Regions from separate parts of the Danio rerio genome. Here region 2 is linked to region 1. Evidence: chromatin contacts called from public Hi-C data. All regions are on one chromosome and are shown on one strand. The core of a region is the stretch at or near the end of the contact, and the rest is flanking DNA. Distances in the headings are between cores, read along the strand shown. Region 1 holds the start of gpr101 (G protein-coupled receptor 101). Region 2 holds the start of fgf13a (fibroblast growth factor 13a).

Evidence for each region. A called contact is a pair of places that touch in the nucleus more often than the background predicts.
Region 2: a Hi-C map of embryo shows a contact between it and region 1, with 2.9 times the contacts expected there. The contact joins the promoter of fgf13a here to the promoter of gpr101 in region 1. A contact is called at or near these places in 3 of 18 Hi-C or Micro-C datasets (all in embryo).

What each region holds. Positions count from the first base shown.
Region 1 is chr14:36,420,724-36,425,436 of GRCz12tu, reverse strand. gpr101 (G protein-coupled receptor 101) reads left to right here and starts at 2,845. Exons shown (of 2, transcript XM_073922016.1): 1 at 2,845-3,282. It also overlaps a transcript of zic6 not described here.
Region 2 is chr14:36,787,595-36,792,307 of GRCz12tu, reverse strand. It overlaps fgf13a (fibroblast growth factor 13a), which reads left to right and starts at 2,665. Exons shown (of 5, transcript NM_001007399.1): 1 at 2,665-3,012. The coding sequence starts at 2,982.

The DNA.
Region 1 (4,713 bases), core at 1,596-4,095:
ATGTGATTTTCCCTGCTTGTTGTTAAAGTACATTAAGCCTTATTATAGGCTTCAATGGGGGAGAAAGCGCTTAGTGTGATGTTTTTCTCTTTATGGAACGGGGACTTGTTCTTTTTACAGTTGTTCGGGTTAATTACATGTAAAGTTTGACAGAAATTTGGGTCTGGGTTTCTCTGGTTGATGTTTAGGTACATTAAGCCACGTTAAGCTTTTTTTCATGTTTCACGTTTTAGAATGTCCCAGAAAAAGTAGTTGTGTCATGTTTCATTTTGCATGTTGGACAAGAGCTAGACAATGTCTAACATTCTTCACAACATTTTTCAGCAAAAGAAAGAAACTCAAATAGAACAGGTGGGCAGTAAGAAGGATAAACGATGACAGACTTGTATTTTTTGGAAGATCTACTGCTTTATCATTAATCTGATTTACCAACTGATTTTAATTCCCTCACACTAACACAACTGTTTCATGTTATTGGTCATCAAATATCTACAAAATAATCCTAAAACTTCACCTAGAAACCATAGTGCTCACAAGAACAGGCTAACTTTAGACAGTTTGCATGTTATATGCTAGCTTTAAGCATATGTTCAATGGCTGCGCAAAGAAGACATAATTTCACTATTCTGCTGTCGTTTCAGTATAGTTGGTTTAATTTGTATCTCATCATTATATATTGCCTTAGCTAAGCTTTAGCTGACATAGTATCTTTAGCTGTCTTAATCAAGAAACATGGATATTAGCATGCCAAATAATCTAACGTTAGCCTTTAATTGCCATTGGTCTTTTGATTAATTCGAAATAATTGAATAATTACAGTGTTGTGCAGTAAACTTGACTCCAGTGTACTTACCTCACTCTAGTGATGATGAATGCTCCAGTCCTCGAAATAGAGCGCCGCCTGATGTGCGATCGAGCCAGCTCAAAGCAGGTTGGAACTTGCAAGAAACCGTCCTGTGCGCATGCGCGAAGGAACAGAGATGCGCTCGGGAACTCGACTCAAAATTTCCTGACTAGATGTTTAGTTTTATTTTTTCATTGTTGTGTTTAGACAGGAAAGCTATGCGCAAACATAAAACGCACACATATAGACAATACATATAATGTTTTATTATTTATCAATACCCTCTGGAAAAAAAGGAAAACGGTGTGCAAAATATTCTTTTAGTATAAATGTTTCAAGTACTATATTAATTTAATGTAACCATAATTTTTCCTTATTAGGCTGTGCTTTTAATATATGCTACATTTAACCCTGTAATAATTAATTTTCTAAATTTCTTACAAATGTTTTCAACTGTTTTAACAATTTAATATTAAAGCACAGACAAAAGCTGATTTTCTTTCATTTTTTTATTTTGAGATTGTTCTGAGATTTAAAATCATACCAAAAAAATTATATATGTAAATTATATATATATATATATATATATATATATATATATATATATATATATATATATATATATATATATATATATATATATATATATATAGTTGAAGTCAAAATTAACAGACCCCTTTAATTTTTAGTTAATTTAAACTTATTTTAAGTAAACTTAATTTTTTTGAAACATTTCTAAACATAAATAGTTTTAATAACTCATGTCTAATAACTGATTTATTTTATCTTTGCCATGATTACAGCATATCATATTTTACTAGATCTTTTTCAAGACACTTCTATACAGCTCAAAGTGACATTTAAAGGCTTAAATAGGTTAATTAGGTTAACTAGGCAGGTTAGGGTAATTAGGCAAGTTATTGTATAACAGTGGTTTATTCTGTAGACTATAAAAAATATATAGCTTAAAGAGGCTAAAAATTGTATTTCATTTTAATAAAATTTGAATAAATACTGCTTTTTACTAATCGAAATAAAACAAATAAGACTTTCTCCGGAAGAAAAAATATTATCTGACATACTGTAAAAATGGGGCTGCACGGTGGCACAGTTGGTAGCACGTTCACCTCACAGCAAGAAGGTCGCTGGTTCGAACCTCGCCTGGGTCAGTTTGCGTATGTGGAGTTTGCATGTTCAAAAGTCCAAAGACGTGGTATAGGTGGATTGGGTAGGGCAAATTGTCCATAGTGTATGGATGTTTCCCAGTGATGGGTTGCAGCTGGAAGTGCATCCGCTACATAAAATAAGTTGTTGGTTCTATCCGCTGTGGCGACCCCAGATTAATAAAGAGACTACGCCGAAAAGAAAACAAATGTATAAATGAGTACTAGAAAATGTCCTTGCTCTGTTAAATGCTTTTTGGGAAATATTAAAAAAACATTTGCATAAACAATTTTCTCAGTAAAGGAAACAGATAACAATATCTTTTCCATCCACATTTTAATGTGCATTTTAGGATATGACAAAAAAAAAGATAGAAAGCAACAAGATGCTCATAAATTGGATTACATTTTTAATCCGATGAAAAGATATGAACTATAATAGAAACTTTCAATGATGATTTTGCATAGATATCTGACTTAAACACTCTAGCACAATAGGTTTTGCAGGCAATGCACCCAAATGCAAGATAACATCACAGAGTTTATTTGGCTAGCACTGTTAAGGAAAAATAGATAAAGTGATCTCTCAACATTCTTAAATTAGGCTATTCATTTATTTAGGCTATTCATATGTATATCAATAAGTGATTATTTTTATTCTGTTGCACACATGAAAACTGTCACAAATGTATTAAGCAGCTTTAGATGGAAATTGTTGTAATTAAATTATATAACGCCGTTACATGAAACCAGTTGGGAGTTTGTGTAAAACAATTAAGTGTGCACTACGTAGTGTGCTTCCTTTATTCATTTATTTATTTATATTTACCCACCCTCATTATTGATTGTCTTCCCCCCTAGATGGACCATTATTTACCCTGGAAGGTTTGATTGTTTAAGTGCACTTGCGAGCATCAGCAGCGTTACAGTCCAATTGAGCAGAGCTGAGGATGACATGTAACCGCTGTGACACTCTGCTGTATCCGCGCCACCGCATGTTCACCCGCGGGTTAAAGAAACCCACGTCTGTTTTATTCAACAATATCTGCCCTGACGCGACGAGCGAGCGCCTGATTGATGATTCTCCATCTCTGAATGAAGTCCTGCTCGGAGAGAGCCGAGGACGCGACTGCCATTGATGACACTGAGGAGACTAAAATGGGAGAACATCACAGGAGCGCTGTCAGTAAAGAGAGACACACAAAGGGGACTGACAACCGACAGCCATTCGAGAGGAGACGAACGGAGGCTTGGTCTTCAATGATCGTTCGCACGGTAAATGTCTTGCATCCATTGCCGATATTTGCATGCGATTTGCACCGTAGAGAAAAAGCAGCGCCACTTTTAGCGCGCGGTTAACAATGGAATTATGATTTCCAGCTGTTCTTATTGTTCGCATGAAAGATAACTAGATGCATATAATTTGGCCCGAGCTTACTAACAGTGATTCGGGAAAAAGGTAAGATACGATGCACACTGCTTCTGAGCCATCAAAATGGATTAAAAATTTCTGTAGCCTACACAGATGCGTTCATTGCGCACTCACTGGTTAAATATAGCTATACGTGCATACTAATTTGTATATGCATGGAATGAACAATATATTGTTCAGTATGTAATGTGATGTTGGCACTAGTATTTATCTAATTTAGATAATAGGCTATGTAGAAAATGCATGTGTTGTTTACAATGTAGCTTATAGAACACTGCTATATGTTGTCCTAGAATATTTATCATATTTTGTATTGAATAATATGTTTTATATAGGTTTATGTATATAAATTTAAAGTTTGCCATTGTGTGCTGCAGACAATGTTGGCTTTTGCTTGATAAAGTTTTAATCATAACTCAGGGATGCACTAATATTGAATTATATTTTGGCAGATATGATAAGCCAATATTTGTTGTTGATTATTGTGTTTATTTGCAATGAAATCTTACTGTATCATTGCTAATAATTTGATATACAGCTCTGGGGAAAAAATAGGAGAGCACTTCAGAGTTATTGTGGTTCGATTTTCCATTGATATGGGTGTGTTTAAATAAAATGTTTTTTTATTGGATGAACAACATTACATAAAATATTTAAATAAGAATGTTATCATAAAGGCGTCACGGTGGCGCGGTGGCCCGGGTTCCTCCGAGTGCTCCGGTTTCCCCCACAGTCCAAAGATTAGCTAAATTGCCCATAGTGTATGTGTGTGAATGCAAGAGTGTATGGATTTCCCAGTGTTGGGTTGTGGCTGGAAGGGTGTCCGCTGCGTAAAACATATATGCTGGATAAATTGGTGGTTCATTCTGCTGTGGCAACCCCTGATTAATAAAGGGACTAAGCCGAAAAATAATTGAATAAAGGAATGAATGTTATTTTATAGTGCTGTATTTAAGTGAAGTTTATTTCTATACTAATTTCGAGAGGATCACATGCTTATGATTGCTTGCAACTGGTCCCGCATTATTCAGTTTATGATTGACCAATCAAATGATTCCTAAGCCACTATAAATACCCTATTTTTCATATAACACCCATCTTCGTTTTGAACACTTCGTGACACAGTGACGCAATGATTAGCACTGTTGCATCACAGCGAGAAAGTCACTGCTTTTAGTCCTTACCAAGCCAGCCGACGTTTCTGTGCAGAGTTTACACGTTCTTCCCGTGCTCATGTGGGTTTCCTTCGGGTTCCATAGTTTCCTCCCACCATC
Region 2 (4,713 bases), core at 1,416-3,915, 370 kb before region 1:
TGAATCTCCTCATCTGCCTCTTTATGAGATGTTTTTGCAGTTCAAAGACTGAATGCACAGATGCAATTTTATAACACCATTAGCCAGGAGGCATTAACCAAGATCTTGCATTTTGAACCACCTGAGGATGTTGTAAAAGCAGAGTAGATCTGATAAAGGCAGCTAATGCTCAGTGTATAATGCAGTTATTCATGCTCTTTGTGCATTTAGAGGACAGCAGTCACAGTAATTGTGCAGAAATGTTTTTCGGTTTCATCTTGAGATCCTGTCTATGTAATCTGTTATCATTACCATTAAGCTGTTTGCTCTGTCTGATCGGCCTTGACTTTCACTGCATGTGCTTGTTGTTTGCACTTCAATAACAATGCCTTTTCTGTCTCTTTTCCAAACATCTTGATAATCTCTCTGTAATCAATTGACCAATGCCAAACTACAGCAGTCTATGATTAGAATCAATGTCATAGTGTCACTTTAAAAAATGATCTATTAATATATGGCTTGAAAAGGGTTTTTCAAGATTTAAAATTGTGTTAATGCCGTTTTTTTTTTATTTTGTCTGAAAAAAATATATGTAAGCATTGCAATAGTCACTCATTGTCATTCTAAATCTTTATGTTTTGCCAGTAAACCTTTCATAACATTAGAGTTGACCCTTTTTTTTTAGCCAAAAAAAAAATAAATAAAATAAATAATGATTTAAAATATGAATAAAATAAAATCTTGTTTCATTGCTTAGGATTTCATATTTTTTAAAAACTACAGTTAAGAATAAATATGCTGTTAAATGTTATCTTAAATGTGTTTTATGCTTAATTTTGAGGATTTCTCCCAAGTTTTGGTGTTTTATTTTCACCAAATTTATTAAACACATTAAGGTAGACACTTTACTTGCATTTACTATTGTTTCTTAAAATTATTTTTGTATATTTAATTTGATGTGCATACCAAAATATCTCCTCATACCAGGATATCTTCTTATTGGCTTATAAATAAATAAATACAATTTAATGATTTAAAAGCAGCATATGTGCATGTTAATTACATAATAAATGTTGAAATAAACACTTAGATTTAATTTTTTTATTATTGTAGTTTTACAAAAAGTTTTACATTTGCATATTTTGGTATGACAGGTGAATTAATTTAATTAATAATCTGTTGTTTTATTGCCATTTAAATAACGTGTCAGACAAGTAGATTCAGTTCTGTTGTAAATTATGAACCGCGCAAATGATTCGCTTGCGCCATCCAGTGGACAAACCATTAATGAACTGTATTTGAGGCATTGATTTACCAGTCAGTGCTTCTCTATTGTCATCTATAGATATGCAGGACTTTTGTGATTATATGCTCTGTTAAAATGGTATCCATATTGCAAAAAAAAAAAAAAAAAAAAAACGTACAAATGACGCTTTAAACAATTAACTCTAAGAAAAATATATACTGACTAACTTTTTTGACTGAATTACATTCCTGACTCCACACTAAGCAACTTTTCAGTTTTTTGTTCTAATGATAACATTAGGGGGCGTCACTGTGACGCAGTGGGTAGCATGATCGCCTCAAGGCAAGAAGTTTGCTCATTTGAGCACTGGCTGGGTCAGCTGGCATTTTTGTGAGGAATTTACATGTTCTCCCCGACCCCTATCCTCGTGGACTTCCTCCAGGTGCTCCAGTTTCCCCCACAAGTCCAAAGACATGCGGTATAGGTGAATTGAATAAGCTAAATTGCCCGTAGTGTATGTGTGTGAATGCAATAGTGTATGGATGTTTCCTAGTGTTGGGTTGCAGCTGGAAGGGCCTCCGCTGTGTTAAACATATGTTGGATAAGTTGGCGGTTCATTACGCTGTGGCAACCCCTGATAAATAAAGGGACTAAGCCGAAAGAGAAAATGAATGAATGAAATCATTAGCACAAAAGTCAGCCAGGAGGGTTACAAAGGGTTTTAACGATAAAAGATACAGAAGCTGCCATTGTATCCTTTTAAAAGATACTTACATTTACCAGTAATGTAATTATACACTTTGTGTGCAGATGTACTTTAAAAGTACTAATATACATGCTTTATGGGAATATAAGTGCAAATGTGTAGCTTTTTTCTGTGAAACTTTAAATTAAGCTGTGATTGAGGGTTACAATGCATTGATTATTGACCTGGTAAAGGGTGATGTATTGAAAAATCATCTGAGATGTAATCTTTTCCACTGCACTCATGAACATATTCATTATCTGTCATATTTATATTGATCTGTTTCTCAACCATCAGCAGCTGATTTAGATTGATCCGAGTAGCCTACACACACACACACACACAAAAATAGGAATTTCACAAAGCTATTATTAGAAAGGATGAGATATTAAAATGCATCTTTCTATTTTAGTATTTCAAAGAGTTGTCGTGAAAGTTTTCTTAGACTCCCAGCAGGTTTTACAGTCGTTTTATTAACAGACTTGTGCTGAATCTCTTTCATATGAAGATTTGGTTCAAAGTTAAATCTGTCTGGCGTGTTCAGAACAACAGAAGTGAAAAGCCCAGCTAATGTTTGTCGTATATCTGCAGATGCTTCTGAGTGGAGAATGGAAGGTCTGGTATAACTGGTTTACGCCACGCATTAAAGGATCACTTTACAGCCGTTTCTTTGTAATGTGAGAGGAACGAAAGCTCTGCTCTAGTAGGAAGTACCATGTTCGATTTTTCTCCCTGCAATTTTGACCCAGAGCACTGCAGTTTAGTGAACACACGCCCTGTGTTTGCCGGATCAACAGCGCTTCCCGATGAATCTTTAATGACCGCTTTAGAAGTCGTAATGGCTAGTCACTAATGTCCATTAATGATTTCTGAATGCAGCTGGCCCCGCCTTGACGGCCTCTCCACAGTTCCATTAGGATTTCTTTTAGTATGGTTAAAACTTTGAAAACATCCTCCTGCTTTCAGAGAATCGGCACCGTCTTCCCACTTTCCACTGTTTAACTCTAAAAGATGACATTTCCTCTTAGAAAATCAACATCGGGTAAGGATTGTTTTCATTTTTGCTGCTTTTAGGTTTTAAGGAGTGTATAATACGCATTAAGAATTGCCTTTTGAACGAACGGTGTGGATTTTATTGTTTGTTTTGCTGAACTTTTGTCTGGGGTGTGAGCTTGTGTAATGCAGTGGTGCTGTCCGTGGTGCTGAACTGCAGATAAGCCTGGGCTCTGTCCTGATGTTAAGTAATGACATAAATTGTTGTTTGACTAATTCATTCTTGGTTTTTAAACCTTATTTTGATATATTTGAGTCACTTTGTTTTATGTAGAGTTTTGTAGTTTGTGTGTGTGTGTGTGTGTGTGTGTGTGTGTGTGTGTGTGTGTGTGTGTGTGTGTGTGTGTGTGTGTGTGTGTGTGTTTGTGTGTGTGTGTGTGTGTGTGTAAATATTCAATTAAAATGTTTTAAATGTTTTAAAAATTTTAAATGTTTTTTTTAATGTTGACTGAATTACATTTGAGGACCTATGGTCATTCAACTGTTCTAATAAACACATTAATGATGAGGAATTCAGATAGTTTGGGCTTTTATTATTTTTAATTGTTTAATTGTAGTTTAATAACTTAACATTGTTGAATAAATATATATCATTTATCCATATAATATCATCCATAACATTAAGCTGATCTGATGTTTGTCTTTTGTCCTAACGTCTTATTGAGCTGTTAATGCGTCCCACAGTGTCACGGCAGTACAGTAGATGGCGCTGTTGTTGAACAAATAATAATCTGTATGTCGAGTCCGAAGGGCTGAAATCTCAAATATAGTTGATGATGTTTTGTTTTTAGTGTCATCCTTCATTCAATCATTTAACGCCATTTTTTGGTTAGATTTGGCAAGAGACTTAAAAAAATTAATGAGATGTTTTCCTCAATACAATATCGATATATTATCGTTCAGTAATCAGATCAAATAAAACATGAATAATAAAAACATACTTATTATCCATTATAGATTATAAATAATCCTCCATGCGTCACGTAACGATGCCGCGTAGAAAGCTGTTATGTACAAATTATGCAGTGCAAATATGAATATGCATATTATTGCATTTTATTAGGAGTGGGCCAGAAGACAGTTGTGCTTTTGCCACACATGCTAGAAACTCACTGCCATGGCAACCAGCACTCCTCCAATCAGGACATTGAGACTCGAAACGTTGTTTCCACGAGATTTTTATGTTTTGGGTAAGAAACATACATCTGTCAGGCACGTTATGCTCGCCTGTGCTCCTGCTTCAGTGTTTTATACATCTTCGAAAGCTCCAATTCACTTACAGCTGTCATTTTTGTATCTGCGTCTCCGCGGGTCTGATGGGAGAGGCTGCACGATAGATTCGGCTCTCTTGGTCACTCGCGCTCTTTCATATTTCTAGAATGATGCTCTAATATTCATAACCCATTTTACATACTTTTATACCATGTTAAAATGTTGTTTTGTTGTCTAATAGCAGTCTCCGCCCACCGCCCTGATTCACACCATTGTCATTGTTTTGGTGGGAAACGTTCATTCACTATCGTTGTCCGAATCATCCGAGTCAGATATGAATCAGTTCAAATGATGTCGAATGAGTCACCACGATTCTGAAGTCAACAACTGACCCGCTGAGACGAGAACCGTCTGATGTCAGACGAGCAGCCGGAATAATTAATTAGGCTATATTAATATAAAGTACATCATGCAAAAC